Regions from separate parts of the Mus musculus genome. Here regions 1, 2 and 3 are each linked to region 4. Evidence: chromatin contacts called from public HiChIP or PLAC-seq and promoter capture Hi-C data. All regions are on one chromosome and are shown on one strand. Each heading gives the region's core, a stretch centred on a gene start, on an enhancer-like site or on the middle of the called end of the contact. The rest is flanking DNA. Distances are from core to core; before and after follow the strand shown. Region 1 holds the start of Vps25 (vacuolar protein sorting 25). Region 2 holds the start of Mlx (MAX-like protein X). Region 3 holds the start of Krt23 (keratin 23). Region 4 holds the start of Hap1 (huntingtin-associated protein 1).

The links. Promoter capture Hi-C pulls out the DNA fragments that hold promoters and counts their contacts. HiChIP or PLAC-seq counts read pairs in DNA pulled down with a chosen protein or histone mark.
Region 1: a promoter capture Hi-C map of liver shows a contact between it and region 4, with 3 times the contacts expected there. The contact joins the promoter of Vps25 here to the promoter of Hap1 in region 4. A contact is called at or near these places in 2 of 39 promoter capture datasets (liver and pre-B cells), 1 of 115 datasets of contacts at active chromatin or transcription factors (pancreatic cancer cells) and 1 of 9 other capture datasets (pancreatic islet).
Region 2: a FOXA1 HiChIP or PLAC-seq map of pancreatic cancer cells shows a contact between it and region 4. The contact joins the promoter of Mlx here to the promoter of Hap1 in region 4. A contact is called at or near these places in 2 of 39 promoter capture datasets (embryonic stem cells and hippocampal neurons), 1 of 484 Hi-C or Micro-C datasets (embryonic stem cells), 2 of 115 datasets of contacts at active chromatin or transcription factors (large pre-B cells and pancreatic cancer cells) and 2 of 9 other capture datasets (adipose tissue and liver).
Region 3: a contact with region 4 is called in an H3K27ac HiChIP or PLAC-seq map of extraembryonic endoderm stem cells, with 9 times the contacts expected there. The contact joins the promoter of Krt23 here to the promoter of Hap1 in region 4. A contact is called at or near these places in 3 of 39 promoter capture datasets (cranial neural crest, hippocampal neurons and liver) and 2 of 115 datasets of contacts at active chromatin or transcription factors (extraembryonic endoderm stem cells and pancreatic cancer cells).

The regions. Positions count from the first base shown.
Region 1 is chr11:101,251,127-101,256,022 of GRCm38.p6, forward strand. Vps25 (vacuolar protein sorting 25) reads left to right here and starts at 2,581. Exons shown (of 6, transcript NM_026776.5): 1 at 2,581-2,681; 2 at 2,905-3,050; 3 at 3,817-3,870; 4 at 4,883-4,896. The coding sequence starts at 2,629.
Region 2 is chr11:101,084,961-101,089,634 of GRCm38.p6, forward strand. It overlaps Mlx (MAX-like protein X), which reads left to right and starts at 2,330. Exons shown (of 8, transcript NM_001159385.1): 1 at 2,330-2,407; 2 at 2,794-2,830; 3 at 3,276-3,365; 4 at 3,638-3,744; 5 at 3,973-4,072; 6 at 4,259-4,358. The coding sequence starts at 2,366. It overlaps Coasy (Coenzyme A synthase), which reads left to right. Exons shown (of 10, transcript NM_001305982.1): 5 at 48-237; 6 at 322-386; 7 at 576-660; 8 at 830-927; 9 at 1,038-1,184; 10 at 1,288-1,659. The coding sequence ends at 1,350.
Region 3 is chr11:99,491,451-99,496,312 of GRCm38.p6, forward strand. Krt23 (keratin 23) reads right to left here and starts at 1,670. Exons shown (of 8, transcript NM_033373.2): 1 at 1,219-1,670. The coding sequence starts at 1,614.
Region 4 is chr11:100,354,634-100,359,423 of GRCm38.p6, forward strand. Hap1 (huntingtin-associated protein 1) reads right to left here and starts at 1,508. Exons shown (of 13, transcript NM_177981.2): 1 at 1,057-1,508; 2 at 39-115. The coding sequence starts at 1,444.

The sequences.
Region 1 (4,896 bases), core at 1,331-3,830, 900 kb after region 4:
TGTGTCCAAACAGAAGCCTCATAGCAACTGAAAAGCATAACCTGGCAGAGGCTATGGACAAGGCTAGGGACAGGGGCAGGCCCCTGGTAACCTATTACTTCCCACCAGTCTCTAACTCCCCATAGTCCACTAGGCTCTGGATTCGTTAATGAATTACCTCTTGATAAAGTTAGATTCCTCAGAATCTGAGCACCCAAACCCTAGCAAACATAGCTGGGGCCCAAGCCTTCAACATATAAACTTTCAGAGAGACATTGCCATGTCCTGGAGTCAGAAGAGTGTGACTGCAGAGTTGGTCCAGGGCAAGGCCTTAGGTGGAAAGTATTCCCCTGGAGCAGACATTGAATGAGTGTGGATTAGGAAGTCATTGTAGACCCCAGGAGTAAAGCCCGGCTTTGTGGCTCACACTTTTGACCCTAACACTCAGGGGCAGAGGTAGGTGGATCTCTGAGTTTGAGGCCACCCTGATCTGTGTAGCCAGGTTGACATAGTGAGATCCTGTCTCAAACAACATCGACAAAGGTATCCAGGAGTGAGAAAATCAAGACTTAGCCAAACTGATGAGCGGGGAGGCAAACCTAATTATAAGTAGGAGTTATGATTAAAATCAATGAAGGGAATCTATAGGACCATCCGTCATGAGGGGGTAAAGGAGAGAGAGGTGTTAGAGATAAGTCAGACTTTGACCTTCAGAACTGACCTAAGGGGGGAAAATGTAGGGGGCTGAAAAGATAGCTCATAGATTAAGATCAGTCACTGCTCTTACAAAGGACCAAAGTTCTATTCCATTTAAATAGCCATGTCAGGCAACTCACAATCACCTGTAATTCCAGCTCCAGGGAATCCTCTTCTTGTCTCCAGGAGCACTTGCATAAATGCATATATACATATAAATAAAAAGAAATTAATACCTTCTTTAAAAAGAAAGAAGGTGGGTCTAGAGAGATGGCTTAGCAGTTAAGAGCACTGAGTGCTCTTCCAGAGGTCCTGAGTTTAATTCCCAGCAACCACATGGTGGCTCAAAACCATCTGTAATGGGATCTGATGCCCTCTTCTGGTGTGTCTGAAGACAACTACAGTGTACTCACATATCTAAAATAGATATATCTTTAAAAAAAACAGACCATGGACACAGCACACACATGTAATCTCAGTTCTCAGAAGGTTGAGGCAGTGGGATTAAAGGCTGAGCTCTGGGATAAAGGTGTGCTCAGCTAACATTTTTTTTTTCTTTTAAGATTTATTTGTTTATGTATGTATATGAGTACACTGTAGCTGTCTTCAGACACACCAGAAGAGGGCGTCAGATCTCATTACGAGTGATTGTGAGCCACCATGTGGCTGCTGGGATTTGAACTCAGGACCTTCAGAAGAGCAGTCAGTGCTCTTTACCTGCTGAGCCATCTCACCAGCCCTAACATTACTTTTAAATAGAAATAAAGTGAGCTACACAGAAAGGGAGGGAGGCATGATGATAGTGATATCCGGAAAGAAATTGAAAAATTGAGGCAACACGTTACTTGTAAAGGAAGAATGGCAGTTTTGAGTTCAAAAGGCAAAGGAAGAAAAAATGGGGAGGAGCTTTGGAGCTATGAATTAAACATTGTGACAGAGAGAGATTAAGGGATTCTCACAATAATTCTTCAGGGAACAGAAAGATAGACACAGGCGGACTATTTTGAATGAGGATAACAGGGAATCAATGAAAACAGCCCAGCTTCTTCTCGCTCTTTAAAGGTGAGCATCTCCTAGCAGCCCAAGGTCAGCCTTCTTTTCAATACACCTTTTGTTTAGTGCTCTTATCCCTTAAATGGGTTCATATTGCATGTCAGGTCAGAAGACTCCCAAACTTGTATTTCTAGATCCAACAAGGCTCCCCTGAGAGTCCAGTAGTGAGATTAGTCAGCGAGCCCGGGACTCAGTAAACATGTTCTGGTTGGTCTTCAGCAATTTTCCACAGCTCAGCAGTGGAAGTACTGTTGGGAGAATGGAAACAGTAATTCTGGTTTGGGAACTGACCCGTAGTTTAGGCAGGCAAAGGGACAGATCTGACTAGTGTAGGCTGGGTATGAGTCAGATGAAGCCAAAGGGATTCCAAGTCTGGGGTCTAGAAAGGAAGAGGTTAAGAGCTAAACGTTAGTTTTGATTCTTTGAAAAAAGCAATAAGTTTTGATTCTTTGAAAATCGCGTATAGCGATGCAAACCACACAATATGCTCCCATGATCCTACAGGAAATTTAAGAGTGAAGTCAACCTGGGTGGGAATGCAGGAAATTTCGGCATCATGAGTTTAAATTGGCAACCGACACGAAGGTGAAGCCTCCAGATGTGGATTCTAACTTGCGTTCGGCTGACCTCGCAATTTGCAGAGGGAAACTACGTGTCGTCGTCCCCCCCCCCCCCCCCCGCCCCCGTTTCCCTCTGTTTAAGCGACAAGACCCAGAACTCCTGCGCTTCATGTTGAAGTTTTTCTTTAGACAGCAGCAGATTGGTGACAAGAACCGTTCCCATCCCACTGCGGCGCCTCCCGAGAGGAGTCCGGAACCTTTCTGCTGTGCTGTCAGCCCGGACATGCTGAGGCGGAGACCGGAAGCCCCTTGTCGGTTCCGGGTTTTCTGGGCTACTACGATGGCGATGAGTTTCGAGTGGCCGTGGCAGTACCGCTTCCCGCCCTTCTTTACGTGAGGCTCAGACCCTGAGAAGCCCAGTGTAGCTCCCTCCCGTCCCCGGGGCCCAGGGCTCAGCCCTGATGATTCACTTGGGGTTCCGGGGGAGACGGGAGCTGCCGGCCGCCTTCCTGTCCAGCCAGCCCGTCACTGTCTCCCCCTAACGTGCTGCTAGGCTGGTGCTGCTGCCGCCCTCTTCCACGCTTTAATTCCTCGTCCTGCTCCCTTCGCCCGGCAGGTTACAGCCGAACGTGGACACCCGGCAGAAGCAGCTGGCCGCCTGGTGCTCTCTGGTTCTGTCCTTCTGCCGCCTGCACAAACAGTCCAGCATGACGGTGATGGAAGCCCAGGAGAGCCCGCTTTTCAACAACGTCAAGCTACAGCGTATCCTCCCTCAGGCTCTTCCATAGCCCACCCCCAGCCCCCACACACACGCACTCCCACACTTTTCTACATGCCCAGACTGCATCTCCCCACCTCCCTTTACCCACAGTAGGCAGGCTTCTATTCAACCTGGACTTGGGAAACAGCAAAACTAAATGGCAGATAATCATTTTATATGCACTTTTGCAGGCAGTGCAAGCTCCCTTTACCCTAGTTAATGAGTGCTGGGGTCTTTAAGTCCCAAGCTTTACACACTGGACCCTTTAAAACTATTTGAATCTCCTCTCTGTGAGCCTCAAATCCCAAACCATCTTTAATAATTTTTTTGACTTGCCCCACCTCTCCCAGGAAGTGAGGGTCATTTATTTTTGCTCTCTGATTCATAGGTAAAATTTGTGGAGAAAAAGGCACAGAGAATGAAGTAAAGGGTAACACCCTTTATTTTCTAAAACTCTTGCCTTTTATTTGAGACCTGATCTCTATAGCCCAGCCCAGCCTTGGACTGGTGATTCTCCTGTGTCCATCCCATAAGAGCTGGTATTACAGGCCTGTAACACACTTTGCTAGTTCTTCCTTCTAACTGGAAGTTTCTTTTTACCTCCTTTTCCAGAATATTGAGGAAATGCAAACATATCTTCTTCAAAAATTGCATGTATGTATGGCAGGGAAAGGAGGGGGCTAGATCATTCTTTATCGTGGGCCGAACTCCGAAAATGTTTTATTTAACCTAATTTACATGTAGGCCATTCCCTTAACCTTAAGCCAGGGAAACTTCCTGTGGAGTCAATTCAGATTGTATTAGAAGAACTGAGAAAGAAAGGTGGGTTCAGTTCTCAGATACCTGTTGGTTTGTTTGTCTGTTTAAAGATATATTTATTTATTTCATGTATATGAGTACACCATTGCTCTCTTAAGACACACCAGAAGAGGGCATCAGATCTCATTACAGATGGTTGTGAGCCACCATGTGGTTGCTGGGAATTGAACTCAGGACCTGTGGAAGAGCAGTCAATGCTCTTAACCACTGAGCCATCTCTTCAGGCCCCCTGGTTTTGTTTGGTTTGGTTTGGTTTGGTTTTTTTTTTTTTTTTTTTTTTTTTTTTTTTTTTGGTTTTTCGAGACAGGGTTTCTCTGTATAGCCCTGGCTGTCCTGGAGCTCACTTTGTAGACCAGGCTGGCCTCGAACTCAGAAATCCGCCTGCCTCTGCCTCCTCTGCTGGGATTAAAGGCATGCGCCACCACGCCCAGCTTGTTTTGTTTTTTAAATACTGTTTTTCACATGTCCTGTGGTATTTGCCTTCTTATATGTCTGTATGAAGGTGTCAGATCCCCTGGAACTAGAGTTACAGACAGTTGTAAGCTACCATGTGGGTGCTGGGAATTGAAGCCGGGTCCTCTGGAAAAACAGTCAGTGTTAACCACTGAGCCATCTATCCGGCCCCTCCCCTACTTTTTTTCTTCTTACTTGGGATTTTTTTTCCCCTGAGGGTACAACAGGGCAACTCTTCCTTTTAGTGACCTTTTTTTTTTTTTTTTCTTTTTTGTCTCTCTCAGCCTGAAGCCTCAAGTATTCTGAGATGGCCTAGTTCTCCCCCCACCCCCCACCTCCTGCCATCCCCACCCCCACCCCCTGTTAGTGTACAGAATTAAATTTCCTCTCTGGCCTAAGAAAGATAGACTAAGAAGAACAGGATGCCTTATAAGTAAGAATAGTAAAAATACTATTGTATCTCTTGTTCTGAAAGCAGAGGCTCGTCCCCTCTGCCGGGTGTTGGTATTTGCCTCTGTGCCTTTTTTAGAGCACGATGCTCTCATAAGTATCTGTTTTACAGGGAACCTCGAGTGG
Region 2 (4,674 bases), core at 1,080-3,579, 730 kb after region 4:
GCTTTTGAACTCCCTGGTCACTGAGGTTCCCTCTTACCTGTCTTTAGGAGAGGCCGGAGCTCCCGTCAGGTCTCTATGTGCTCGGGCTCACAGGCATCAGTGGCTCTGGGAAAAGCTCGGTAGCTCAGCGGCTGAAGAACTTGGGAGCATACATCATCGACAGCGACCATCTGGGCCATCGGGCCTATGCTCCTGGGGGTCCTGCCTACCAGCCTGTGGTGGAGGCCTTTGGAACAGGTACTAGCCAGAGAAGGCTGGAAGTGGCCTGAGGTGAGAAGATGGTGTGACCTCTTTGCTTAGCCTTCTTTCTTTGTCACCCAGATATTCTCCATAAAGATGGCACCATCAATAGGAAGGTCCTGGGCAGCCGGGTGTTTGGGAACAAGGTAAACACACACATCTTCAAGAGTTCTTGAGATCCATGGGCGGGAACCAGTGCACTCCCTAGTCTGGCACAGGAAGTCAGTCTCTGCTTATCTGCTCCCACCCCAACCCCCACCCCCCCACCCCCCACCTCACAGCTGTATTTCTCAGGAAAGTTAACCTCTGCCCACTCCCTCTGTCCCCCTCCCCAGAAGCAGATGAAGATCCTCACAGATATTGTGTGGCCAGTTATCGCAAAGCTGGCCCGGGAGGAGATGGATGTGGCTGTGGCTAAGGGTGAGTGGGAGGGATGACGGGAGCAGCCAAAGTGGGACAGTTAAGCCGCAACACCCTCTGGGATCTTCCTTGGCCCCAGGCAGACCATTCACCACCTAGGACAGCATTTGGTGCGCTGACAGGCAGCAAGCGCAAGGTGCTGCTGGCAGTGACTAGTATCTCCTCACAGGAAAAACTCTGTGTGTAATCGATGCTGCTATGCTGCTTGAAGCTGGCTGGCAGAGTATGGTACACGAGGTGTGGACCGTCGTCATCCCTGAGACTGAGGTATCTGGACCCCACTGCACCCCATCTGAGCCCACTGCAGACGGTCTCCTGCTCTGATCCAGTAGACTGGGCTAGGACCCTTCCTGACCCGTGTGTCATCCATTGCCCAGGCTGTTCGACGCATTGTTGAGAGGGATGGACTAAGTGAGGCAGCCGCTCAGAGCCGGCTGCAGAGCCAGATGAGCGGCCAGCAGCTGGTAGAGCAGAGCAACGTGGTTCTGAGCACCTTGTGGGAGTCACATGTCACACAGAGCCAGGTTGGTGCAAAGGGAAAGACTAGGTTAGGTTGTGGGGAGGGAAGGTTCAATGGTTAGCTTTTCTGACCTTGCCTTTTCTTGTATCATTCTGGCCTGGCCAAAGGTGGAAAAGGCGTGGAATCTTCTACAGAAGCGCCTCCCTAAGGCTTACCAGACCAGGAACTGACAGTGGATTTTCTATGGCGCCAAACTGGCCCTTGAAACTAACAAATCTAATGGTGAGGAGAAATGGGGGCCTTGATGTTTACCCTCTATCTGGCCTCAGGGGCTTTAAGCTAAGCTGTGCAGGACACAGAGAAGCTTGGAAGTCCGCCTAGCATGCTGGAATTTGTCCAGCAATGAGGACACAGCTAATGGGGAGCGATCCGCTCTGAGGTTCTGTCCGCTTTTTGGTGGTGGATGTGATGTCTACCTAGTGTTGATGGGTTTGGTGAAGTCTGGACCCAGTAACTGAATTAAAGATGTTTCCAAGTGCTGCTTGTGTGGTTTTCTGTTTCCTCTCCAGTGACTCTAGATACCTTTGGAACGTTAGACTCCAAATTCAGGGGCAAGGTCTGAGCTGGAAGTCAAGGAGTGCTGTAAAGTGTAACCTATCAGTGACTAGTTATGTGCTTTTGAGTATGTTATAGACTTTACTGTAAGCTTAACTTAAAAGGCATTTTTATAAGACTTAGCGTCCTGCACCTGCTGAGTGTTGGGAGACCGATGCTGGAGGTGGCTTTGTGCCCCCTTAGATCAGATCATGTGATGTAGGAGAAATTCTTGACCCAGCAGCAATTGCCAGGCGGACCAGCTGTGCGCGTGCGTACAAGGTGTCACACTGTTCAGACAGATGCTAGTACTCTCACTCGGGTTCTACCACTAAACTAATTACACTTCTAGCCCCTCTGACAATCTTTTTGGAGGTGCTCCATTGCACAGAAAATCGCCACCATTGAAGATTCTCATTCGGAGGCCAGTGGGGACCCTTAGGGGCTGACATTGCCTACATTAAAGCGAATTGGCCAGATTTAGCCTCCTCCAACATTCAGTTAAAAACTGGAGCGGCGCAAGCGCAGCGCTATCACACCGCTCACGACTACAATTGCGGATTGGTGGGTTGGATCACGTGACTGAGCCTCGCCTCTTCCTGGAGGTTGGGGGCCAGTCCGCTGGCTTGTTTCCGGTTCGGTAGGTTCACGATGACGGAGCCGGGCGCCTCTCCGGAGGACCCTTGGGTCAAGGCAAGCTTCGCGGACGCGCACGCCGGCGAGGGGAGGGCGGGTCGGGCTCGTGCACGTAGGGGGTCCGGAAGACGCGGGGCTCCCCAACTATCCCCAGAGTCTCCCCTGCTGTCCGGGGCCCGGGGCTGCAGAGAAGACAGCTCTCACCCGGCCTGTGCCAAGGTGGGGAGACAAACGGGCGTGTGTGCGGGAACGAGGGGGTCATAGCTGGGAGATGGGGCGGGGACGGTAGGAGCATACAGAGGGGGCGACGCCCCCCTAGGCCCAGCCAAGGCTTGGCTTAACCATTCAGTGGTCCCTGCACCTGTGGTATGAGCTTTCGCGGATTGCGCGTGCCTTCCTAGAGGCAGAGGTTTGACAGGCTTCTCCCTTGCTTGGTGCTGCAGGTCGAGTATGCCTACAGTGACAACAGCCTGGATCCTGGTGAGTGCCTTCTCCATTGTCTGCGGGTCAGGAATGACTCCTGGTTCGGCTCTGTAGATTCTTATGGTCTTGCCAGCCACACCTGAGCACAGTCCACTGTCACTGCGCCAAGGACTTGGCTTGAGAAGTGAGGGTGGAGCTGGAGAATAGGCAGGAAGCAACCATGGTCACACCTGGTTCCTCTGCATTAGAATGGGAAATGATGGAAACAGTGACAGCTGGTCATAGTCACTGCATCCAGATGCTCCTGTGTGAGCCAGAAATAAGTCCTCTGGGCAGTGTAGACCCTGGGACAGGAGCATTTCAGCATGAAATGGAAGGCCTGTGGTGACTGGCTTTGGAGTTGATGGCGAGAGGTCAGCATTTGAAGCCATTGTGCCCATAGGTGACTGAAGGCATGGCAGTGTTCCCCAATCCTTAGTGACTTGAGGCCTCTTTTTTCCAGGGCTTTTTGTAGAAAGCACCCACAAGGGGAGTGTAGTGTCCAGAGCTAATAGCATCGGCTCCACCAGTGCCTCTTCTGTCCCCAACACAGGTAGGCAGCAACATAGCCCGTCGCACACCTGGGGAGACTTAGCTCTTCCATCATTTTAGTATCTTTCCTAGATAGGGAGCTCCGCTCTCCATATGGGGGTGGCAGGAACAGTGCCAAGCCCGAGGCTCACTGTCTTTCACCTCATCAGAGATTAACTAGGTTCTTTCTATTCAACATCTCTGGGCACCAGGTCCTTCCAACTGGGGAAGGGTGGGCGAATTGGATTTAGTGTACTGTAAAGTGATCTCTCCTTCCTCCATCTCTGAGTTTAGATGATGAGGACAGTGATTATCAGCAGGAGTCCTACAAGGAGTCCTACAAAGACCGGAGGCGGCGTGCGCACACTCAGGCTGAACAGAAGAGAAGGGATGCTATTAAGGTGACTGGAAGCCTGTACCCAGGGCAGCAGGGAAGGACCCTGCCCTGACCCTTCAGCCCCAGATGTCTGCAGGGGTGGGGTGGGGTGGGGATGCTGGGCTGGTTCTATGCCTGCACCTCTTCCTTCCAGCCCTCTGTGCTTTGAGTCTGAGCATGGAACTGGTATCAAAAGTGTGCGCTAGCCTTTGCTGTTCCTGAGCTAAGGAACCCATTTCCCTGCTATTTCCAGAGAGGCTATGATGACCTTCAGACCATTGTCCCTACCTGCCAGCAGCAGGATTTCTCCATTGGCTCCCAAAAACTCAGCAAAGCCATCGTTCTACAGAAGAGTATGTCCAGGCAAGGGGTGGGGCAGGGGGGGTAGTAGTGTCTGTGAAGTGGCTAGGACCTGGTCGCACCCAGGTGTGGTCGCCTTAATGGAAAAGTTGGTTTATAGGGGAAGGGCAAACAAAATAAGCCCTCTTCCTGGTTCAGACTTCCTCAGTGCTCAACCCTTCTCTTGGCTCCTACTCCAGCCATTGACTACATCCAGTTTTTACACAAGGAGAAGAAAAAGCAGGAGGAAGAAGTATCCACACTGCGCAAGGACGTCACAGCCTTGAAGATAATGAAAGTGTAAGAGGGGTGCTGAATTGGGGGCTGGGGGGCTGAGGTCAAGTGCACTCTTGTTCAGAGGCTATGTTGGAGAACACATGTAGGTGACCCAGCAAGGAAGTCACTGTAAGACACAGCTGACTGGCCCACCAGTCTTGTACATATAACAGACATATAGGACGTAAATACCCATCAAGGTAAGAGTTTCTCACTGTTTCTGACTTAGGCTCGTCTATCCAGCTGATAACGAATGCATCCCCACAGGTGCCTAGGAATCCCCTTATGGCATGGCCAACTGGATTATCCCTCCATACTTTTCAGGTAGACAGCTGCCATA
Region 3 (4,862 bases), core at 420-2,919, 860 kb before region 4:
CTGGTATTTCTTTTGGGAGTCATGCTCCCAGCTTTCCATCTGTAGACATCATCTTTCCCCTCCATTCTAAAACCAAAGCAACTTCATGAAACGAAAAAACAGCGTGAGGATGTTGAGTCACCTTGTTTTCTTCACAGAGACGACCGCGCACTCTGTAGTTAAGGCAATTACGCACTTGGTTATTAGGCCGATTATTCAATAATTAGGGGTCATTACAAGGACAGATTTATGTTATCTTGATTGGTCCTTCCTACATTCAAGCAAAGATGGCTGAGCATTGTGAAATAATATGGTATTAATATTGGAAGCCTGCAATGGCCTTTCCGGGGGTGCGGGGGTTAAATCATGCTCCTTCATACAAAGGGAAGGGTTATAGCTTTAAGAACACAACTGTGAGATGACTGTCACCCCTCTGCTTGTATCCAGGCATCCCAGAAAGTAGAAGCTGAGCATCTTAGGTGTTTGACTGGGAAGCATGGTATTCTTTGGGAAGCCCATCTCTCCAGTTTTTAAATGCCCAATTTTACTATTCTCACCCCCCCACCCCCAGCAATATGCCTTTATCAGAAGTGTGACCCACTTTATCTTTTAGCAGTTCCTAGAAAAATATCCAGGGATGTCCACGATCTATCTGCTGCTGGAGAGACAGCTTTTTCCGCATGACCTACACAGTAGCGTAACTCAGCCTTTTGTTGATAGAGAGTCACACTGTCGTCAGGCCTCTGAGGTGGAGCAGAACTGATCTGATTTGGAAGCAAATTCTCTCCTGGGCCTTGTGTACCGAGGGTGCACCCTGCATAGCAGCCTTATCATTTCTGTGATGTCGTTGGATCTTACGTGATACTTGCACGGTGACAGGCTGTCTGACACTCCTAAGGCTCACATATTTGGTTCACCCCCCGCCCCACCCCCCCATGTTTTAAAGTGTGTAGAAAACCAGGCAGTTTTGCTGTTTAAAAGATAGTGTATAGTAAATCTGAAATGTTTGCTGTCTGGTTTCTACATCATTTGCAGAGAGGAAATTATTTTTATAAACAGATTTCCCCGAATCCATCCATACTTAAGCTATAGCAGTAAGATTTGGGTGAGCAGTACTTGAGCTGAGTTCTTTTTGCTGTTTGCCCTGGGAACTGCCATGCACACAGTCTGGTTCCCCCTCCCTCTATCCTCTCTGGGTATGGCAGTACCATAGCTACAGGGTCTCTCTCAGTGTCTTACCTGCTCCTGCAGGCGGCTGATGTTTTCCTCATACTGGGAATAATCCTTTCTGTGGCTGGGTTCTCTCTCCTGATGCCACCTTAGTATACGGGTTTCCAGCTTCGAGTTAGCCTCCTCTAGAGCCCGCACCTTCTCCAGATATGTGGCCAGGCGATCGTTGAGATTCTGCATGGTGGCCTTGCCATTGCCACCTAGCAGGGGACTGCTTCTTCCAGACCCCCATGATCCTCCAGGAGGCAGGCAGCCTGGCGTGGTGAAGGAAAGGGAGATGCGGACACCCCCTGCGCCTCCATGGACACTCGGTGCCCGATGGCAGCTCCCCTGCCGCCCCCGGGTGCTTCCGAGGCTGTGGACAGAGGCCGAGTAGGTCTGGTTAAAGCTGTGGCTGGAGTTCATGGTCCCATCTGTGTATGGAGCAGGGCTATCTCAGCTCTCTGACGCTCACAGGACTGAACTGCCTCAGACTGCTTGAGATGGTTTTATGCCCTTTGCTGTGGGAGTTTCCTTCTCTGACAACTGTACCGACAAGATCCTATCATTGTGCAATGTGTGTTTCCTCTTGGTCAATCCGGAGGTGCCCCTGGGCCAACACACTCTGCTGTTGTTGTTTAGAACCACGTGAATATGCCAGTTACCACCTCCCTCCCAGTGGTAACCCGGAGGCGTGGCCCAGGCCACCAGGTGGGTAGCAGATCTCAGATGTCTTTCTAATCTCGCAGTGGAAAATTTCCAATGTACATTCGCCCAAAAAAGGTCAGATTAAAGTCCACAGTAAGACTGGTGTGGTATAGCTTTTCTTTTAAAAAAAACCAACCATTAATCTCTCTCACACACACAGTGCTCCAGATAAACCCTCTTACACCAGGATAAGAAAGACTTACAAGGTTAGAACCAGAACAAACCAGAATCTCAAGTCCTGGAGGAAATCTGCTCCCGTGCGGAAGGAAACAGAGAGGGCTCTGAATATCTGATTCCTTTGTGTCTGCTGCCGTTTGATGGAAAGTAATTTCAAAGGAATCACTCTTCAGAACAAACCCTCAATTACAGTCGTAATTAATTAATGAATGACTGGCCTTCCGCTTCCAGGATGCCTTTGATCCCAGCACACCTCAAAACCAAACAAGCCAGCCTGTGCCTGGGATGTCCCTGGGCTCCAGGGAGGAAAAGATGGCTTTGCTATTTGACCAGTAGCCCTGGGCAGTCTCTGTTTTTTTTGGTTGAGTCCCCGGACCATTGACCTGTATGCGATCTACAGCAGGGGCTATGAAAACAGGAAGCCCGTCGTGGTGGTCTGACATGTGTGATGCATCTTAACTTTCTGCCAAGGCAGAGGTTGAGAGTGAATAATGATGTAGTTTGGGGCAAGGGCTCTGTGCTGGTTACTGGTGACTCCATTTAAAGATGACGTAGAAATAAGCTGTCAGGGTCTATGGAGATAGTTCAGAGGGTCAGGGTCCTTGCTGGGCCAGCCATGCACACAGTCTATGTGTATCCCCAGAGTCTATGTGTGGTGTTGCTATTACACCTTTCCGTTGTTGGTGTGAGTGCAGAGACAGGAGGGTCTCTGGGGCTTGGAGCCCACCAGTGTAACTCCTGGTTTAAGGAGAGACTCTGTCTCAGTGGAATAAGGTAGAAGGTGACAGAGGAGGACACCCAGTGACCTTTGCTGCTTTCTGGTGTGCTCATCCTCTCCCACCCCCATGCTCACAAACATGAGGCACACATACATACGAAACAAAAAATAAAATGTCAGTTATCAGAAGAGACTTTGGTGTCACTCTTCAATGCCACCAACTGCACAGATCAGGGAAAATGAGGCCTGTATGGGATATGGGGAGGATGAACTGAGTTAGGGAAGCCACATAGCACTGCTATCAGTCACAAAGAGGTCCTGTACAGGACCATAATGGTACTTCTTCCATAATGGTAATGGACCTTCTCTGCCTCCTAGACATTGTTTAATCCTTATAACAACTATTGGGTTGTGTGTGTGTGTGTGTGTGTGTGTGTGTGTGTGTGTGTAGGGGGCTACTGAGAATGGAGCCTATAACCAGGGGTAGGCAAACACTGCCCAGTTATAATACACTTTGCTGATAAAGGACCAGGGGTTCGCAGAGGTGAGTGATTCGAGGCTATTTGCATGTGCAGTGTAGTTGAGTACAAGACTTTGTCTCTTCCTTGCAAAGATAGGTTTGAAGGTTGTTTCCTTCAATAATCATTTTCTGAATTCTCTGGAATGAATTTGGTGCCCTGCCAGCAGGGCATGACCTCATCTAGATCCAAGGTCTTCCTACAGAATGGGCCACTTGGTATCTCTGCTCTGCTGCAGAAGCCAGAACCACCACAGGGTCCAGGAGTTTCTGTGCTTAGTGAGGATCGTTATTACTCTTTCCATACTTGAGGCAGAGTCTCATGTAGCTGGGGCTGACCTTCAACTTGCTGTGTAGCTGCGGAGGGCCTTGAACTTATGATTCTCCTGTTTCTGCCTCTTGAGTGTTATAGGCACACATCGGATGTTCTTTATGTAGTTCTGGGAGTAAAGTCTCAGAGCGTTTTACACAGTAGGCAAGACCTCTACCAGCCAAGCCTGGTCAGACCATCTCACTACTGATCACACCACACTGTACATTGTTTCACGCCCCTGAGACTGCAGCCTTTTGGGATGCAGGGTTGAGTCTTCCACCTTCTAAGTACCACTGCTTGGTCAGAGCACTGGAATACTGAAAGCTTTTCATGAATGGTGTTGTTTCATAAACTCAGTATTGATGTTTTCTAGAGTTAGAATTTTAACTCGGGCCCTTCCATACCATTTTCTCCTAGCCCTGTGAGGTGAATAAACTCAACTTAGGAAAAGCCAATCCAATTATTGCCCATTCCAAATATAAATAAAACCATTGAATCACACCAGACCTGCTCTTTCTGCATCAAAAACTGATCAAAGAATGACCCTGGATTTTCCTTATGTCACCACCAAACTGCTGCAAAGCTATAGTTGTGACTGCAGAAAGTTCAGTGGTTCTTAGAAGGGGAGCTTGGGACTGCTTATGTCCCCCAATGAGAAAAGAAGAAAAAAAGGTAGTGCTTTGCTTCAATGTCCCTCCCAAAATTCACACTGGGATTTTTAATTTGTACTGTAAAGTATGCAGAGGTGGCACCAAGTGAGACTTTTAGTGGCTCTGCCTTCACAGATGGATGCATTTATGTATCAATGGGTTGGTTGGTTAGCAGGTTATCCTGAGAGTGAATCTCTTATAAACTGCAGTCTGGCTCCATCTCTGGTTCCCCTCACCACATGATAACCTGTCCTTCAGCAGGACTCTCCAGAGAGTCCCCACAGGCAAGACAACCCTCACCAAATGTGACATGACACCTCAGGCTTGAACTCCATGGGCTCTCGAATGGTAAGAAATGAACCTCTAAGCTATTCTGTTATACTAATAGAAAAAAAGACCAAGAGAGATGGAGAGAGGCAGTTAGTGGAAGTGTTGTCCTTTGAATCTGAAATGTCCCTCAAAGGCTCAAGTTTTGAATATTCCCAACTGGTATGGCTGTTCTGGAAGGCTGGGCGACCTTTAGGTAGTGGGAATAGCTGATGGGAAGAGGCTACGGTGAGAAGGCACTGGAAGGTTACTCCTCACAATAAC
Region 4 (4,790 bases), core at 258-2,757:
AAATGAGGGCTGGCCTGAGTGAGGAAGGCGGTACCCACCTCTTCCAGCAAATACAACATCACTTTGACATCATCTTCGGTGATCTTCTTCGTGGGTGGTGGATTAGGACACAACGCTGCAGGAGGAAAGGCCCAAGTGGGTCAGGGAAAGGAGCCGAGGCTGCCCATAGACCACTACACCCCTCACAACAAAGATTGTGAGACTGCACTCCATCTGGCCCTAACACCCTCTCCACAGCTCCGGATCTCCCCACTCCTGCTTTCTCAGGAGGGGCCTGGATGCTGTAAAGGCAAAACCATCCTCTGGGCTCAGGAACTGGACTCTCAAGACCCCTGGGTCTCTGGGCCCCTCGAGATAAGAAGTCAGGGAAAATACTGGGCTCATCATGCCCACCCCCAATCGGCATCTTAGCCATCACTGGAGTCTCCTCGATCATAAAAACAAATGCAGTCACCCATCCTAAACCTGTTGCTTGTCACAGGAGGGCCAAGTAGACTTCTTCAGCACCCAGAAGCGGGCACCTGAGCCTAAAATTGCCCCCGCCCAGAAGAGGAGGGACAGAAGCCCAGTGCCCCGCCCACTCCTCCCTCTTCATTCCAGCTTCGGAAAAGTACGACCCAGACCCCCTGAGGACAAGTAGTGGTCAAAGGCTCCCCTACACACACACCTCTACCCACCCACGCAGGCTGGTTCCTGCGGGCTAGCGCAGGCTCAAAGCGCACCCGCAGCCCCCGCCCCTCTGCTGGCACTGCGGTAGACGGGGAGGGGGCACTGAGAGTGCGCAGATCTGCCACAGCAACAGGCGCGAAGAGGCGGGCGGAGAGCGCGAGAGAGCTCTGGACCTGACGCACCCACAATAATCGGGAAACCGGAAAAGGGGGGGGGGGAGATGGGGAAAGAGAAACCAAACCGGCACCGCAGACTGTGGTCTCGCGGGGGTGGTGGAAAGGTGGAACTAAGAGCCACAAGGGGGCGGGGCGCCTGAGTCGGTGCACCCCCTCCTACCTGGAGATGCCCAAATAGTGCCCAATGCGGGATCCCCGAGACTCAGTTTACCTTCCTGCAGCTCTCGAATAAACGCCGCACGCTCAGGGCCGGACACGCCGGGCCTCCGGCCGATGTACGCGGCTGGTGTCTTCCAGATTCCCTCGGCCTTTCCAGTGCCCAGGCCAGTGGCCCGGGGACCGTAAGGCCCCTGGAATACGTAGCGGGTCCATGGTGCGTCCGAATCACCAATGATCATGGACCGACAAAAGCTTCCTGTCTTGGTTCGGGATCCTGATTTTTGTCCGGACCCGGTTCCCTGCGCTGGAGCAGGTTTGGGCTCCGCCGAGGGCTCCGGAGCGGGACCAACTGCAGGCTGGGTCGTGGGGGTGCCTGCTGCTGGGTCCCCCGACCCTGTCCCGTCTCCCGCACCGCTCTGCACCTGCTCTTTCGGGCGCATCTTGACTCCGCAGTCCGCTGCCGCAGCCGGGGCTTTATAACCTGTGCTCGGAGCGGGCTCCACTGGGCTGTACCACGCGTGGCGCTAGGGGTGACCGTTGATCAGTTAGTGGTGCCGAGGACTCAGGATCCTGCAAGAAAGCAGCCAGTGGTGACGAGATAGGAAGTAAATAAAAGAAGAAGAAAGAAAGAGATGAACTAGTGCCTAGCTTATTCCGTGGGGTCGAGTCCACGGTGATGGATTTCTCTTCCCTTCCATCTTCTGAGAATGGTTCTGTCCAAAGCCGCCGCTTCCCTGGACTTGAGTAGAGGGACCCGTAGCTTCTGCCTAGAAACAACCCCCCCTTCAGCCCCCCGCGCGCGCTCCCGCCACCCCAGCTTCCAGGGGCTTTCTGTGTTGCCCTACCCAACATTGTGTACAGACCGAGGTGACCTGAGAATCGAGGCAGTACGCCTGTGCCTTCCCAGGTAGACTAAGCGAGAAATCCAAACTCCGGTATGGCTTTCAACGTGTTGCGTGTCATCCACAGGTCCCTCTCACTCTCGCGCTCGCCCCTGGACGTCTTCCATCTTAGTGCGTTCACTCGTTCTTTATTTCCAACCCTAATTCTCAAGCCCTACAGTCCAAGCAAGCACCTGTTCTGTTCTTCAAACATTCCAAAAAGAACATCTTCGGAGGGGATCCTGCTTAAATGTTTCGCTGTGACGACTCTTCAAGATCCCCGTGTACACACACACACACACACACACACACACACACACACACACACCAAAACATCCGTTATCCCAGGGTCTGAACTGATCGATGTCGGTCTCCACGACTTTACCCGTGCTCTTCAGCTCATGGACGGACGTATGCTCCCCAGAAAAATGGCTACTTTGGAAGCTGGCTCTCAGTCCTGAATGAACTGGTTTAAGGGGTGGGAGCTAGGGAGGGCAGTAGCCATTTCTGTGCTTTTAGACTGGGAGACAGGCTAAAGGGAGATGGATGACTCATGGACTCAAGTCTCAAAATCGTTCTTGATGTTCTCCATTCTCCACCATCCTCCAGTGGACAAGGCTATTGACTTTACGTTTTTTAAAATATTTATTTATTTATTTTTTATATCTGGTGTATGAAGGTGTCCATGTCAACATCAGTTGTTGTCCGTCCCTTGCCACCTTATTTTTTGAGACAAGGTTCCTCACTGAATCTGGAGTTCAGCACTTTGACTAGACTGTCTGGCCAGCGATTCCCCAAGACATCCACTTAACTCCACCCTACCCCTCAGCCCCGGGGTTTACAGACAGGTGCCACCATACCAGACCTTCATGTGGATGCTAGGGATCCAAACACAAGCCTTTATGTTTACACGCAGACCGAGACAGTTTACACATGCGCACACACATGTATGTATGTATGTATGTATGTATACACACACACAGACATACAGTTTTATTTGTGCATATGAGTGTTTTGCTTGCTTGTATATCTGGGCACCACTACCATGCCTGTTTTCCACAGAGGCCAGAAGAGGGCATCGGATCCCCTGGACCTGGAATTACAGATGGCTGTGAACTGGGAGCAGAACCCTGAAAGAGCAGCCTATGTTCTCACCCACTGAGCCATCTCTCCAATCCCCAACACGCCCCAATTTTGTTTTGCTTTTGAAAGAGGGTCTCACTCTGTAGTCCAGGCTAGCTTAAAATTCACTATGTTGCCTAGGCTGGCCTCAATTCTCTTGCTTCAGACTTTCTTGAGCTGGAATTACAAGTCACACCCAGCTTGAATTTGCCTTTTAAATACCCCTCAAACATAGCTAGTTCCAGGCAGCCAAGGTTACAGAGCAAGACCAGACCTCTAAAAGAAAACCTTAAGTTCTTTTTTTTCTTTTTCTTTTTCTTTCTCTTTTTCTTTTTCTTTTTTCTTTTTTTCTTTTTTTAGTTTTTTGAGACAGGGTTTCTCTGTATAGCCCTGGCTGTCCTGGAACTCATTTTGTAGACCAGGCTGGCCTCAAGCTCAGAAATCTGCCTGCCTCTGCCTTCCAAGTGCTGGGATCAAAGGCGTGCACCACCACCGCCCAGCATTAAGTGCTTTTCAAATGTTCGCATTCTGTACCAATGGTCTATTTTGCAAGCAGAGTGTTCCTCCCTTCTTCTCAGATTGTTGTGCTAGCCAGCCTCTCCCTATACCCCAACACACGTCCCACACACCTGTCTTACACCATCCTGGGTCCAGGTACATTCTAGCTTCTGGCCAGAGGTGTACATGTACTGTACATCCACATTGCTGTACAGGTCCAAACATGCACACACACACACACACACACACACACACACACACACACACACACACACACACCCATACATGCACACACACAAATACACACATTAGAATAGGTACTCAATATGTGTGTTGGATGAATACACACCAGGCATGCATGCGATGCACAGCCCTTCATCCACACATTTATCTAAGCTAAAGAACTCTGGCACCACTTCTTCCCAGCATCCTTGTCTGAGCTATAGACAGGGCTGATTCTCAAGGTCTTTGCCTAGCAAAGCATCTCCTAACGCATTCAAGGTCAGGTTTCCACACAGTCCAGACCAATAAAGACAACCCAGAAAGAATCAATGTGCCCTTCCATCAGTACCCACCCTGTCAAGAGGCACTGCCATTCCACTATGACTTTCTACCACAGGTGGTAATGTACGTCTGCAATCCCAGCCCCTGGGAGTGAGGTGGAAGGATCATGAGTTCAAGGCCAGCCTGGGCTCCGTGGCAGATTTGAAGCCAACCTGGATTATGTAGAACATTTGAGGCCAGCTCGGGCTACATGAGAAGGTGCCTTAAAGCCCTTCCCCTGAAAACATTTCCCTTTATTTCTGTTCATTTATTCATTCATTCAACAAACACATCGAGTACCTATTCTAATGTGTGTGCTTGTGCATTTGTGTGTGTGCATGTTTGTACATGAACAGCAATGTATGTGTGCAACACATCTCTGGCCAGAAGCTGGAGGAAAACTCTCGTGCTTTTCACCTTACTCCTTTGACACAGATGTCTCAATGAACCCGGAACTTAGAATGTTTCAGCTTGGCTGGCTGGCCAGCAAGCCCCCAGGGAATTCTCTCTTATCCCTCTCCCTCCCCTCCCCTCCTCCCTCTCTCCCCCTGAGCCCCATTCCCCCAACACCAGGGTTACAGGCTCTTGAAGCTTTCCCCACGGATACTGTCAATCCAGACTCAGCGCCACCCCCACCCCCCCAACAACCAGAGCAGTCGCTGAGAGCCTTGAGAGATTTACGTCCTGATACACAGAGAGAAGAAGGGTGGGGAAAAGTGAAAATGGAGAGACTGGACCTGGT